Regions from separate parts of the Zea mays genome. Here region 1 is linked to region 2. The links are chromatin contacts, called in public Hi-C maps. All regions are on one chromosome and are shown on one strand. The core of a region is the stretch at or near the end of the contact, and the rest is flanking DNA. Distances in the headings are between cores, read along the strand shown.

Region 1 (5,791 bases), core at 59-2,558, 330 kb after region 2:
ACGACGGTGGAACCGTGAAAACTGGTGAGTTATAGTAGTAGAGATTATTGTTTGCCGCCAGAGGATTTTGATTTATAATAGTAGAGATTATCGTTTGCGGCCAGAGGATTTTGGAGAGGTAAACTCAATTTAGAAGTTTAAAAATCAATGTGTTCCAATGCTGATACGTCTTGGATACGACTTGGATGGCTCTAAATGTATGGTTGCATAAGTTGACATAAATATACAGATATGTTGACAACGAGGTTATAATACCGTTAGTCTGTCTCCAGTAGATCGTGCAAAACACTACTTTATGTTATAAAGTGCACTGTTTATATATTAGAGTTTAAAATATGTGGGATACAAAAACTGCTGGAGACAACCTTATAGCAGTTGAAAGTTGACAATCTCCCTTTCCTTCGCTACTCTACTCACCGCGGTTGTTGTGCTGTCACCCCTTCCCCTTTTCTTCGTTTCATCATCTCTTCATGCTCTCCACATTTAAATAATAAAAAATTAAAATTATACATAAATGATGATTCAAACCATATTTATTAGTTCTAGACCCGCATTCACATCATCTAGCCAGTAGAATGTATGTACCTTTATATTTTATACTCTATATTTAAGCATAAATGAAAACCTACGAGCGTCTCACCTATAAGCTTTTGCGTCATTTTTATTGATGTTATTCTCATCGCAACGATAGGTACATTCAGCGCCGCGCGGTATTCCGTTTCCTTTTCGATAATCGCGGTATTCCGTTTTAGTCGTCTGCAAGATGAGACGCCATCCGGAAGAATTCACCGTCTCCACGACTTAGCGTGTCTTTTGTAAAAAAAAAAAAAGGAAAAGAGACGATGATATTTCAGCTCGCAGCAGATGGCATTGGAAACAAAACTAACGTAAGCCAAACCTGGAAACCGAGATGACAGTTGCAACGGCGCATGCTGAATTGCCGATGCATATGCAAGAAGCCACTTAAATGAGCAATAATATAATCTTTACAAAATGCCTATTGAAGCACTTGCTTCTTTACAAGCCTGTAGCAATACGACTGACAGGTAATGTTCCCTGAATAATCGTCAGTGTGAATTTACCCCTTAAGCATACAACACTGATGTGTGGTGGCATTGTATTTGCACAAGCGCACAAAAAAGGTAGGCTTGGTGACAAATCTTCACAAGGATACAGTTTGAACTCGGATGACCTATCGAGATTCCTCTGAACGGCTTTTTTTCTGGACCTCAAAGTTTTGGGCTTTGGCCTATCTTATCCTTCGGTGATGAAGCCGCCTCTTCGGTGTCCACCTCAGTCTCAGATAGTGATAGATGAGGATTTCCTTCTTCAATAGGCAGTGTCCTCCTGGAACCCTCAAGGGCTACGCCCAGAACAATGTTATCTTCAAAAACTGGTCTAGATTCTTTCTTTGGATTAGCCACCGAGACTGACCCATCTCCTTGCCGCTCAGTGGGCTCTGGTTCCCGTGTCTTCCCTTTACCAGCCTTGGAAGTTGACGTAGCAGGATCTAAAGATGGTGTTACTGGCATCACATTATCACCCTTAATGTTCTTCACCCGAGTATCTTCAGGCACCATTTTTTTCGGTTCCTGCTTTTCAGAGTTGCTTGAACTAGCATTTTCAGGGGAACTGGACTTAATATCTACCGAGCCATTTGTCTTGACTTTCTGCTCCTCACGTGATGATACAGGTCGAGGCCTGGGTTTGTCATCACTGATCCTTGCAGATGTATCAATCAGAAGTGGCCGGCCACGGACTCGACTATACATGTCCTCTCCAAAAGGAATGTTATCGAAGTCTGCATTGCCATATGATTTCTGAACTGTTCGAATTTGGGTAGCAAGCCTTGCTTTGTGATGCCCAACTATTCTAAGAAGGTCCAACATAACAGCTTCCTGTGTAATTTGGAACACAGAAAACCCATGTTAATTATTTTTTAGCATGGTGTGATGCTTCCTAGTTTATATAAAATGCAGCCTAAAATCAAGCTGGAATTCTTCGATTTAAATGGATGTCATGCCAAAATGGCACCCTAAGCTTTTCCAATGAAAATTTGAATAGTTTTACCATGCAAGTCCCAAGCTATTAATGCACAACAGGTCAAAAGCAACCAGATTAGTTCAGAAACCCTTGTTACATAATGAAGGTTCGATGGCAGACGTCAAGTAAAACTACATGTACTGGGGCGAAGATTCAAATATTAGGAGTTTGGGACATGCTAAAGTAGTCATACAGTTCTATGCCCATTTATTTAAAATTTTCTTTTCTTTGAAAGGAATTATGTACGGTTGAATGGCTAGATTTAATTTGCTTTTTTTTCAATCATCCTGGCAACTGCTCAGAACAGTAACACCATAATGGAAGGAAACTCTAAACTGAAATACTCATAGTTCTGGACATAGTGAAATCCAATGGGTGAAAGTGTCAAAATGCTCTACTCTATAAGCACTCCTACTGACCTGAGTAATTTATTTGAAGAACACAAGCTAGAAAACTAGGGTCCAAAGTGACAGACCATATATTTTCAGCAGACACCATAGGCGAATGCCAGCATAATATGTTCCAAGGCTTTCTTGCACAACAAATATCTATCAATGTAAAGGCACATTACCTGGACATTGAGATACTCCTCAAAATGTGATGTCTTTACAAAGCAGGATATGAAAATCTACACACAAAAAACACAACAAAAAGGAATGAACTGAGTTGGTGGCCAATATAAAACTCTAAAGCAATAGAAGGGAAGATAGTCGTATATTCCAAAAAAATGCATAAAAATAGGTAAATATGCATGAAAGCAGGATATTGACACAGGTCAAACGCAAACAAGTGTTCAGCTCAGTGTTTAAAAAAGTGTTATAGGCCCTAGGCAGGCAGACGGGATCTGGCTAGCACCCAGGAATTGCTAAACGTTTATAATTTATACATTTTATGGACAGTCAGATTCATTACATGCTAAATTAAGGAAATTTAGCATATCAAAACAAAAAAAATGTTGTTACCAGTATATGATTAATATCACCATAGTTCATTTTTTCCAAATAGAGGTATTTCTCACCGCGCTCCTTAGGAGTGTGTGGATATGTGTTGTAAAGGTTTCTTTATACCCTTTTTTCTTCTTAATATAACTATACACTCATGCGTGTTTGAGGGGAAAAACTCCTTCCATCTCAATTTGCCCCATTTTCATGCATACATCAAGCCCAAAACATGTCTATGTGGAAAAGGCCTAGACAAAATGCTCAGGTGCTAGGCGAGGCAGTGTAGCACTGCTTAGCACGTAGGCACCATGCCTAGACAAAATACTAGGTGTTAGGCGAGGCGTTGATTTTTTTAGAAATCAGAAGATTTTTATGGTTAACAAAACCAAAAAAATAGGTTGGTGGCTTTACTGCCAGCATTTCATAAAGCAGTCCAACTTAAATATAAGCACAGCGCAGCCTGGATTTCATGCTGAAACTGAGAATGCAAAATATTCTATGAAAAAGCTAATGACCTATTTGGACTAGGAAACAACTTAAACATCAAAACATAAGGATTTCGTGCTGAAATTTTGACAAATTAAATTATTCTCTGAAAATGCAAGACCTTCTTGGTGGATCCAAATCCTTAGGATTCAATTTTAACATGCAATAAACACCAATTATTCATAAAGAAATCCCCCTCATCTAAACAATCCTTAAGTACTGTTTGGATGACACGTTTTAGAGCTAAAACACTGGTAAATCAAATTCCTGTTTTTTCACTTGTAAGCCTGAAAATTTGTTTGGATGAATGGTTACAGCAACAACAACAGTCTTTTGGCCCCAAGCAAGTTAAGGTAAGCTAGAGTTGAAACCCAACAAAGACAACAAGTCAAGGTTCAGGCATATGGATAGTTGGTTTTCATGCACTCTTATTTAGAGCTAAAAACTTGTCTTTTAGCTTATGTGGTATTCTCTTGTTATATAGAACGCTAGATGCTTGACGCCACTTTTGCATAATCTAGCTCAGATTTTTTTTTCTTCTAAGCTGATTGTTTAGTTTCCTTTCCTAACTAATTGATAGCTGATTGGTTAGTTTCCGTTCTTAGCTAATTGATAGCTCATTACATAGTTTTCTTTCTTAGCTAATTGATTTTTGATTGGTAGCTAATTGGTGCTATGATTTGTGACTGAGCTTTTGTAATTGTATATATGTACAGATCATTAGAATACGACTAAGCAGCGGTGTAGTTTGGCAGCGCCAAAAACTTGTTCCTCTAGTGTTCGTGTTGAGTTTTTGTGAGCGTTTGAGTGTTCCAGGGATCATATTTGTCATCTCCGACAAGGCACGCCAACGATTAGGAGTCTACAGCTGGTATCGAGCCGCTATCATTGTTGAGGTCGTGCTTGCAACCATGCAGCGTGGACGAACTACCTCGCCACTGTGACTGTGTCGCGTTAGGAGACAGGGAGTGGCTCTAGCAATAGCGATCGCGGCTTGGTGATCCAACAAGGCATGAGGGAGTAGCAGCTCTCATTCATCGAGCAGGAAGAGCTACCTTGGTCAAAGCGGTCCTCACTGCTATTCCTATTTATCATCTCATTGCTATGCAGTGTCCTAAGTGGGTTATTAAAGCCATTGACAAAAGCAGAAGGGGGTTCTTATGGAAAGGGAGAAAAGATGTAAAAGGGGGTCATTGTATGGTTGGATGGCAACGTGTTTGCAGATCTCATAAGTTTGGTGGGCTCGGTATCCATAACCTGGAGGTGTTGGGTTGGCCATTAAACTTAAGATGGCTTTGGCTCAAGAAAATGCAACCGGATCGTCCATGGGCTGGTTTTGACATACAAGTACATCCCTGCGCAGCTGCTATGTTTACTGCATCGGTATGCTCTGTGGTTGGTGATGGGGCTGCAACCCTGTTCTGGCTTGATCGATGGCTGCAGGGCTATTCGGTGGCAGATCTGGCTCCTAATTTGGCTAAAATGGTGCCTAAGCGTATTTCCAAAACAAGAGAAGTGATGGATGCTCTGCCAAATAATTCATGGGATAATGACATGAGGGGACCTGTCTCATGACGCTTTTTATGAGTTCTTTTTTGCTGGGATTTGTTGCACACCTTTCAGCTCACCCCAGGAGTTAGAGGTCAGTTCATTTGGTCCCCTATGCAGTTGGGTATCTACTCTTCCAAGTCGGCTTACGAGCGTTTCTTTGTGAGATTGATGGAGTTTGAGCCAGCCAAGCAAATATGGAAGATATGGGCACCACCCAGGTGTATATTCTTCGTATGGTTGGCCGCCCTTGACCGTTGCTGGACTGCTGACCGCCTTGCACGCAGGGGCATGGATCATCCAGCGTGCTGTCCTATTTGTGGGCAGGAGAACGAAAGTGTTCAACACCTCTTGGTTGGATGCGTCTTTGCAAGGTAAGTCTGGTTCAATGTGTTTCTTTGTTAGGATTGCAGCAGCTCACACCTGAACCTGGATCTGTAGTTTTCCAAGAATGATGGAGTTTGGCTGTTCCTAAAGTTCCAAAGGAATTTAGAGGAGGTATAAATTCGGTGATTGCATTAGTTGCCTGGTGGTTGTGGAAGCATCGCAATGCATGTGTCTTCGAGGGGGCCTCGCCTTGCGACCACAATATCCTCACGTGCATCAAGGAGGATGTGGGGCTGTGGTGCTCAGCTAGGCCATCAGGGCTTAGAAAGATTTGGCGTTAATCTGTTGGCGGGTCAGGTTTTGTTTGATGTCATGTAATTGCGGATTATAACCTTTCGCCTCTTAAGGAGGTTTGTACTGACCTATTTTTGGTCTTCTTTCTTAAT
Region 2 (6,568 bases), core at 2,201-4,700:
TGGTTAAATGGCCAAAGCCTACAACAGTTGGCACCTCATCTTGTCAGGTTGGTATCTTCAAGGGCTAGGAAAAGGAGTGTTCAGGATGCCCTCACTACTGGAAGCTGGGTTCAGGACATTAGAGGGGCTATTACTGTTAATGTGTTGACTGAATTTTTTCAAGTCTGGGACCTCGCTGCCAGCTGGATTTTGCACCCGGAACAGGAAGATAAGCACTTATGGCTGCTCTCTAGTTCAGGAAATTATACCGCCAAGTCGGCTTATGATGGTTTCTTTATTGGCTCAACAACCTTTAGGTCATGGAGGAGGATTTGGAAGAGTTGGGCTCCTGGAAAATGTAAATTCTTCATGTGGCTGGTGGCGCACGGCCGCTGCTGGACCGCTGACCGGCTGGCAAGGAGAGGCCTGCCTCATCCTCAAAGTTGTCTGTTATGTGACCAGGAGGAAGAAACTATGAATCATCTGCTAGTTTCCTGTGTCTTCTCAAGGGAAGTCTGGTTTAATATCCTGAAAACAGTCGGTTTGCAGCACCTCTCTCCCAGTCTCGATTCTTCTTCCTTTGATGATTGGTGGGAGAATGTAAGCATGACCCTTATTAGCCACTCCGATAAGAAGTTGCGCAAGGGGCTGAACTCCCTTATCATTTTAGGAGCTTGGGCCATTTGGATTCATCGCAATCAATGTGTCTTCAACGGAGAGCAGCCTAGGGCTAGCAAGGTCATAAATTGGGTCATGGCTGAGTCTCATCTTTGGTGTAGGGCTGGGGCTCGCGGATTATCTGATATCCTTTTACCTCGGCATACTATTTGAGGAGTTGGTCTCTAGTATGCTTAGTGTACTGGTGCTCCTGCTCATTTTCTTTTGTTGGGTGGTGTGTAGAGTTGTATGAGGTTCTTTAACACCTCACCCCATCCTTTTCTACTTAATATAATGATACGCAGCTCTCCTGCGTATTCGAGAAAAAAAAAGAAAATGATTATGGAGAAGAATACTAACCAATGCAGCGACAAGCCAGACACACCTCTTTTACAGATCCCCTTTTAATTGAATTGATGAACTGGCTCAATAGTGTGACATATCTTTAAAGAGGAAAAGAATACATCAGTTAAAGTTAACTTAAATAAGGATCCCCTTTCCCAAGCAAACTATGATTTTGTCCACTCATGCATATATGTAAGCCCACTATTTTTTTAAAAAAAAAAACAGAGATAACTGCATTGATGAGGTTACAACTTACACACCCACGGGTGTGCACGACATAATATATCCATCTTTTGACTGGTCTAGTTATATACAATTTTAAGACACCATTAAAGAATCATAATAACTTACTTGTTTTCCACTAAACCAAGAAGCACAAAACTTTCAAAAGCATCGGTAAGAGAGCCCAATGCTTCCTCTCTTGTGGATCCCCTGCATCAGCCATGTATGTTACAGTAACAAAGTGTTTAGTAATGTTATTTGGTCATTCAAATCACCAATTGGTAAATTCTGATCAACATCAGGCGGATATTACAAAAAGAAAGCCCACAAGCAACACTTTGTGATGATAGTGAAAGGAGTACATTTTATTATTCTCAAGAAAAAGTGCCTTGTTAAGTGATAAAGTGAATGTAGGTTGTTGAGAATGAAAGAAAAAACATCAGAGAGATGAGAACAAACGAAACCTTCAGTATACTATAAGCATCAAATAGAACTACTGAAAGTCCATTCCTTCCGACTTTTGATGCATTTACTCTAGGGAACATTGATGTCATGGTCAATGGATATTAGTTCATCAATCTTAAACAAATATGGCAAGGACTCGATCAAGTCCAACATCTGTGAGCATTTAAACAAAATGTAGAGATATGCATATCAAGTGTGTTTGAAACATGAATGACAAAGAATAGCAGTATGCCTTAATATGCTTTGGTTCTGTACTATCAACTTTCAAGGATATATCAAGATAAACAGCAGATTGCAGCCAACAAGTTGAGTAAATGTGACAACTATTTGACAGATGGAGTAAATGAGACATGAAGCCGTTCCATTTGCTACAAAGAAAAATATAGTTGGCTATTACAAGGGAAAGGATATGTAGCATGTTTACCTGTTAAAACTTTAAATATTCTAAACATAACATATAACTAAATAGAAGAGAACATATATGCATTTCCACCATTTGTCAACCAGCATAAGGGATCAGATTTAAAGGCAAGTAAAGATGCAACTTCCGCTATTCTTGAACCAGCATCGAAGATCAACTTTAGTGAACAAGAAAATACATTAACTTAAAATTTACACCAAATGTGAGATACTCCTAGATGTCTCATAAGTCATATGTGGTCACTTATCCTGACAATTCATAACACCTATAAAAAAACAAAAGCCAGTTCTGTAATTGTGAAAGCATAAAGGTAAGGTACAGATAGTTGCATGAGGCCTATTCCAGCATGTAGAAATGTAATACTCAAATGACTCCAAACCTTGCCACACTACCGAATTTCGCGCAAGACAAGAGAAAACTTGGCACGAGAACAAAGGGAGTAAAGGATGTTTTCTACCCCCTAACACACATTGCTAGGATCGTCGACTGAAAAACTAGGCAATGTGTGGAGTTAGTGCCAGGAGAAAATGTACTGTAGCGGCTATCAGTTGTGTTGTCAATATATATGAAGCGGTCACTTCCGAAGTAAGTTGTTGTGCATTGTTTGACGTTTCAGCAACAACATGAATAAGTTGCTAACCAAGCAAGCATGAACATTAACAGTCTGCACATCCAAACAATCAACTACTGGCACAAACCTGACTAACAGACAGCCATAGCAACCAGCAAGGTGCTAGACTACGAATAGGACCACCCAGGCACCCACCTCTTCTCATAGAGAGCGTCGACGTACTTGTCAAGAACGAATTCCTGCGAGCTAATATGCTCTGTGGCCTGCGCGAACTGAAGGTCAGACAGCCCACTGGACATGGAGGTCACGCTATCGGCATCGCCACCACCGTCAAGCTTGTCATCGGCACCACCACCACCTCGACCGCCCTTGTTCCTCTTACCTAAGACAAATGACACCAAAATCAGCAACCAAACAGTAAACAATCAACCAATCAGGAATTGGACGGGGCGATGCGCACTCTTGCCCATGGAGACGTCTGGGCGGTCCAGGAAGCGAAGAGGCCAAGAACCAGCCGGTGATCAGGCGCAGGCGTAGCGGCGCGCGGTCAGCGGTGGATCCGACAGAGGGAGGCGTCGTCGGAGGGGGCGGCGAGGAGGAACCGGGAGGAAGAGCTGGAGCTGGAGTTGGAGGTGGAGAAACGGAGGCGCGCGCCGTCGTTGAGGTCGGATTGGCCGTGGAGACGCCGAGCCATGTGAGATTGGGCGACGGTGAGGGGCGGATGAACGGAGCAAGGAAGAGGAGACTTTTCTGGCTTGTTTTTCTTCCCCCCTTGTTTTCCTTGTGATTTGTCAACGAGAAGCAGCAGAGTCGTCCGTCCCGCCACAGGAACAGAGACCTGCCAACCAGCGGTCCAGCCGCGTGCAAATCGTGGTTCACGCCGCTCGCCCTCGCTGGAACGGGCTTGCTGCCATCTCATTCAATTTGCTTGCAAGTCCAAATTTCAACCGTAACTTACGATTACAAACATAATATTTTCTCTGTCCTAAAATATTAGTCGTTTTAATTCTTAATTTTTAGATATATTTATATAGATATAGATGAAGATGAATATATAAAATACATACATCAAATATTGTATAAACTTATTAATTAACTAAAACAAATTTTAATATCTATCAATCTATCTATTACAAACATAATATCTATCTATCTATCTATCAAAATAATTGTTTACTCCCTTTGTGTTGTTGTTCTCTAGCAAACAAATCTAGTATCCTAGAAACCATAAGTATATGTAGCGGGTGGATCTAGGATATTCAAGTACCTTTAAAACTTAAACAATCACAGGACGAGTACTCAATTGTATTTCAGAAGACTTACCCAAGGATAATACATTTGGTTAGTAGCAAGGAATGCATTTGTTTTGTACAAAGACATTTTATACAAAGATGTAAATATGAACCTTACATTGATCATTGACAAGCATATCACTTGGATCTCGATCTTCCACGAGTATTTGTTCAAACTTTAGTATGTATATAGAAGCACAAATCTTATAACATCGACAAAATAAACTTTATAGAGGGCTACACAATAACCCCACAAAAGACAATAGATGTCGTCCATATAACCTGTCAATACATAAGAGATACACCTCGATGTCTCAACCTTTTCGAAGTTCGGCAAGACCACCACACCTTATCTTTTGAAGAAGAAGAAAAACGACAAGGTGGCGGCCATCAAGATAATTAAATAAGCAAGCGAACACAAAAGGGATCAAATGATTTTGGATACAAAAGACGATTATTTCAACCATGAAGAGCACCAAGAAAGCTTGGATCCCAAAGGGGAAATGATAACACCGATGGACTTTAGAGAATTTAGAAACTTGGTAATGTTGGGAAGCATGTCATAGGATGAATCATTTGGATCACGTCATTGCCAAGAAGGTTAGTGAAAACTATGAACCCAAATTCCCATACCCATGTTAGGTAACTAGATTTAAATTCTCACAATCACAAGTGGTATCTAGTTCTTTTTTATGTCTAGTTCTACATATGTACATTTAAATTATTGTCATGCATACATTAGGTAAATCATATGATTTGATTGCTCAGTTTCACTCGTACCCTTGGACCAAACCTACATGGATTAAAATTGTTTAGGAGCATCGAACATAGCTCACCTTTAATCAGTATAAAATTAGTTTGCATTTGATTTATCTTATATGTGATAAGTCCAAATTGTAGACATCTTTCCCTAATATCACAGACAAATAATGTTCATATTCATGTGACATTATCATTCAAGTGATATTTTGACCATTAAAAGTCTAAGTGCATTTCTCCTACATGTATTTCAAATTTGTATACAGGATTTTAGGATGAGGTCACTCTACAAGTTGGTATATTTGAGACTAACACTCTTTTCATGCTTGTCATGTGTGTATTAGTCTCATTACAAAGAAAAATGGAGTCCTCGAAGATAAGCATCATGCTTTAATTAAAATGATACACAAATTGGTATCAAGTCCAATTGTGTTTCTACATGTTGCATTCTTGAAACCAATGTCATTATGTTGTCTTTCAATTTGTATCTCTTACATGCTTTCTCCATGCTTTGTATAGGTGAAAGGGAAATGTGCTCGATAGCCAGTTCTACCTGTTTTAGCGATTAAGTGACCAACACACCACAATGAACTAAATAGTTTGAGATGAGTATGAGCACAAGTTCACTTGAAGGCAAATTAATGGAACTAAGTCCAAATGAGTTAAATTGTTGGCCAAAAGTGCAACTTTGAGTAAAAAATATAAACATGAGAGGTTTGAGTGTTTGGATAATTTGTATAGGTCTATTAAATGTTTCTAGCACTTGCATCTGGTCTCTAACTCATTTTGTAGCAAAAAGTGCATTTTGGACTTAGTTTGAACCATACTGCAAATCTTGGAGAAACTATGGCAAAGAGGTGAGTTTCTCGCACTTAGTTAATTGGATTATATGCTAACTATATTTGTCTGAGTCGTAGGAAAGCTCTAAAGAATAGTAAAAAATACTTGGAGAAGTTTGGCTCAAAAGAGCCAAAACTGCGCAATTTTGGGCAACACTGGAGTGAGTACACACGGGCCTAGGACTTGGTCTTTTGGCGGCATGGCACACCGGACCGTGCGGTTATGCACCAGACCACCTATACGGATGAACAATGGTTTCTCATGAATTTAATATTAAAATTTATCGAACCTTTACTGTTCATGGTCTTGTGGCGCATCAGACTGCCTCCAACGGTTAGTTGTAGGCGTGCATCGACGAGCCAATGGCTAGCTAAGGAAACTACCAGTCAGAATCCTGGACTCAAGGCACGTGGACCTGGTCCGGTGCCCCGCGGGAAGCTGAATTTTGACATGGATATGTTTTTATTATTGGACAAGGTATGCACGACTTCGATTCGGCAACAAGAATTTAATGATATGTTTTTATTATTTTGTTCATTTAGTTATCTTCTTTAAACTTGAATTCAATGCAAAAGTAGTTTTATGGTATTACTTAATTTTGTCATGTAGTTCTTTGTCTCCTATGAATTTTGGTCCTACGTCCGCCACTGGTGGATAGCATAGAAAAAAACACTAAGAATTTATTACGACAATGAACCAACAATATTTTACTCCTACAACAACGAGTCAAGTGGGGACTGCCAAGCTTATTGGTATTAAGTGTTATGTTGTTAGAGAGAAAATTTAATATTAAACTATTAAAGTTGAGTATATCATAACCTAGCTTATGCTAGCGGATCCGTTTACAAAAAGGCATTCGATCTAACGTGTGTTTAGATAACACGTATCGGCATGGGATCGGATTAAGGGAAAGCCTATGACTCTAAATTAAGGGGCTATAGAAATAAATTTCATTCTAAAGCAGAGAGCATGTTATATATAGTGAATGAGTTCAGTGACATTTAGGCCTTGTTCGTT

The links. A called contact is a pair of places that touch in the nucleus more often than the background predicts.
Region 1: a Hi-C map of leaf shows a contact between it and region 2, with 4 times the contacts expected there. The contact joins the enhancer-like site here to the promoter of LOC100281290 in region 2. A contact is called at or near these places in 5 of 25 Hi-C or Micro-C datasets (bundle sheath, ear, leaf and 2 more).

What each region holds. Positions count from the first base shown.
Region 1 is chr1:78,306,598-78,312,388 of Zm-B73-REFERENCE-NAM-5.0, forward strand. It overlaps LOC103636860 (mechanosensitive ion channel protein 2, chloroplastic), which reads right to left. Exons shown (of 15, transcript XM_008659179.3): 14 at 2,615-2,671; 15 at 912-1,898. The coding sequence ends at 1,230. Among protein-coding and RNA genes, the nearest start is that of LOC103636860, 21 kb to the right of the region's middle. Within about 2 kb of position 1,309, at least 8 of the 20 cell types and tissues checked have an H3K27ac peak or open chromatin away from gene starts, as enhancers often do. A contact at or near this core is called in bundle sheath and leaf, where this site is marked.
Region 2 is chr1:77,972,978-77,979,545 of Zm-B73-REFERENCE-NAM-5.0, forward strand. It overlaps LOC100281290 (interferon-related developmental regulator 2), which reads right to left and starts at 3,451. Exons shown (of 13, transcript NM_001154208.1): 1 at 3,121-3,451; 2 at 2,856-3,042; 3 at 1,333-1,413; 4 at 997-1,079. The coding sequence starts at 3,130.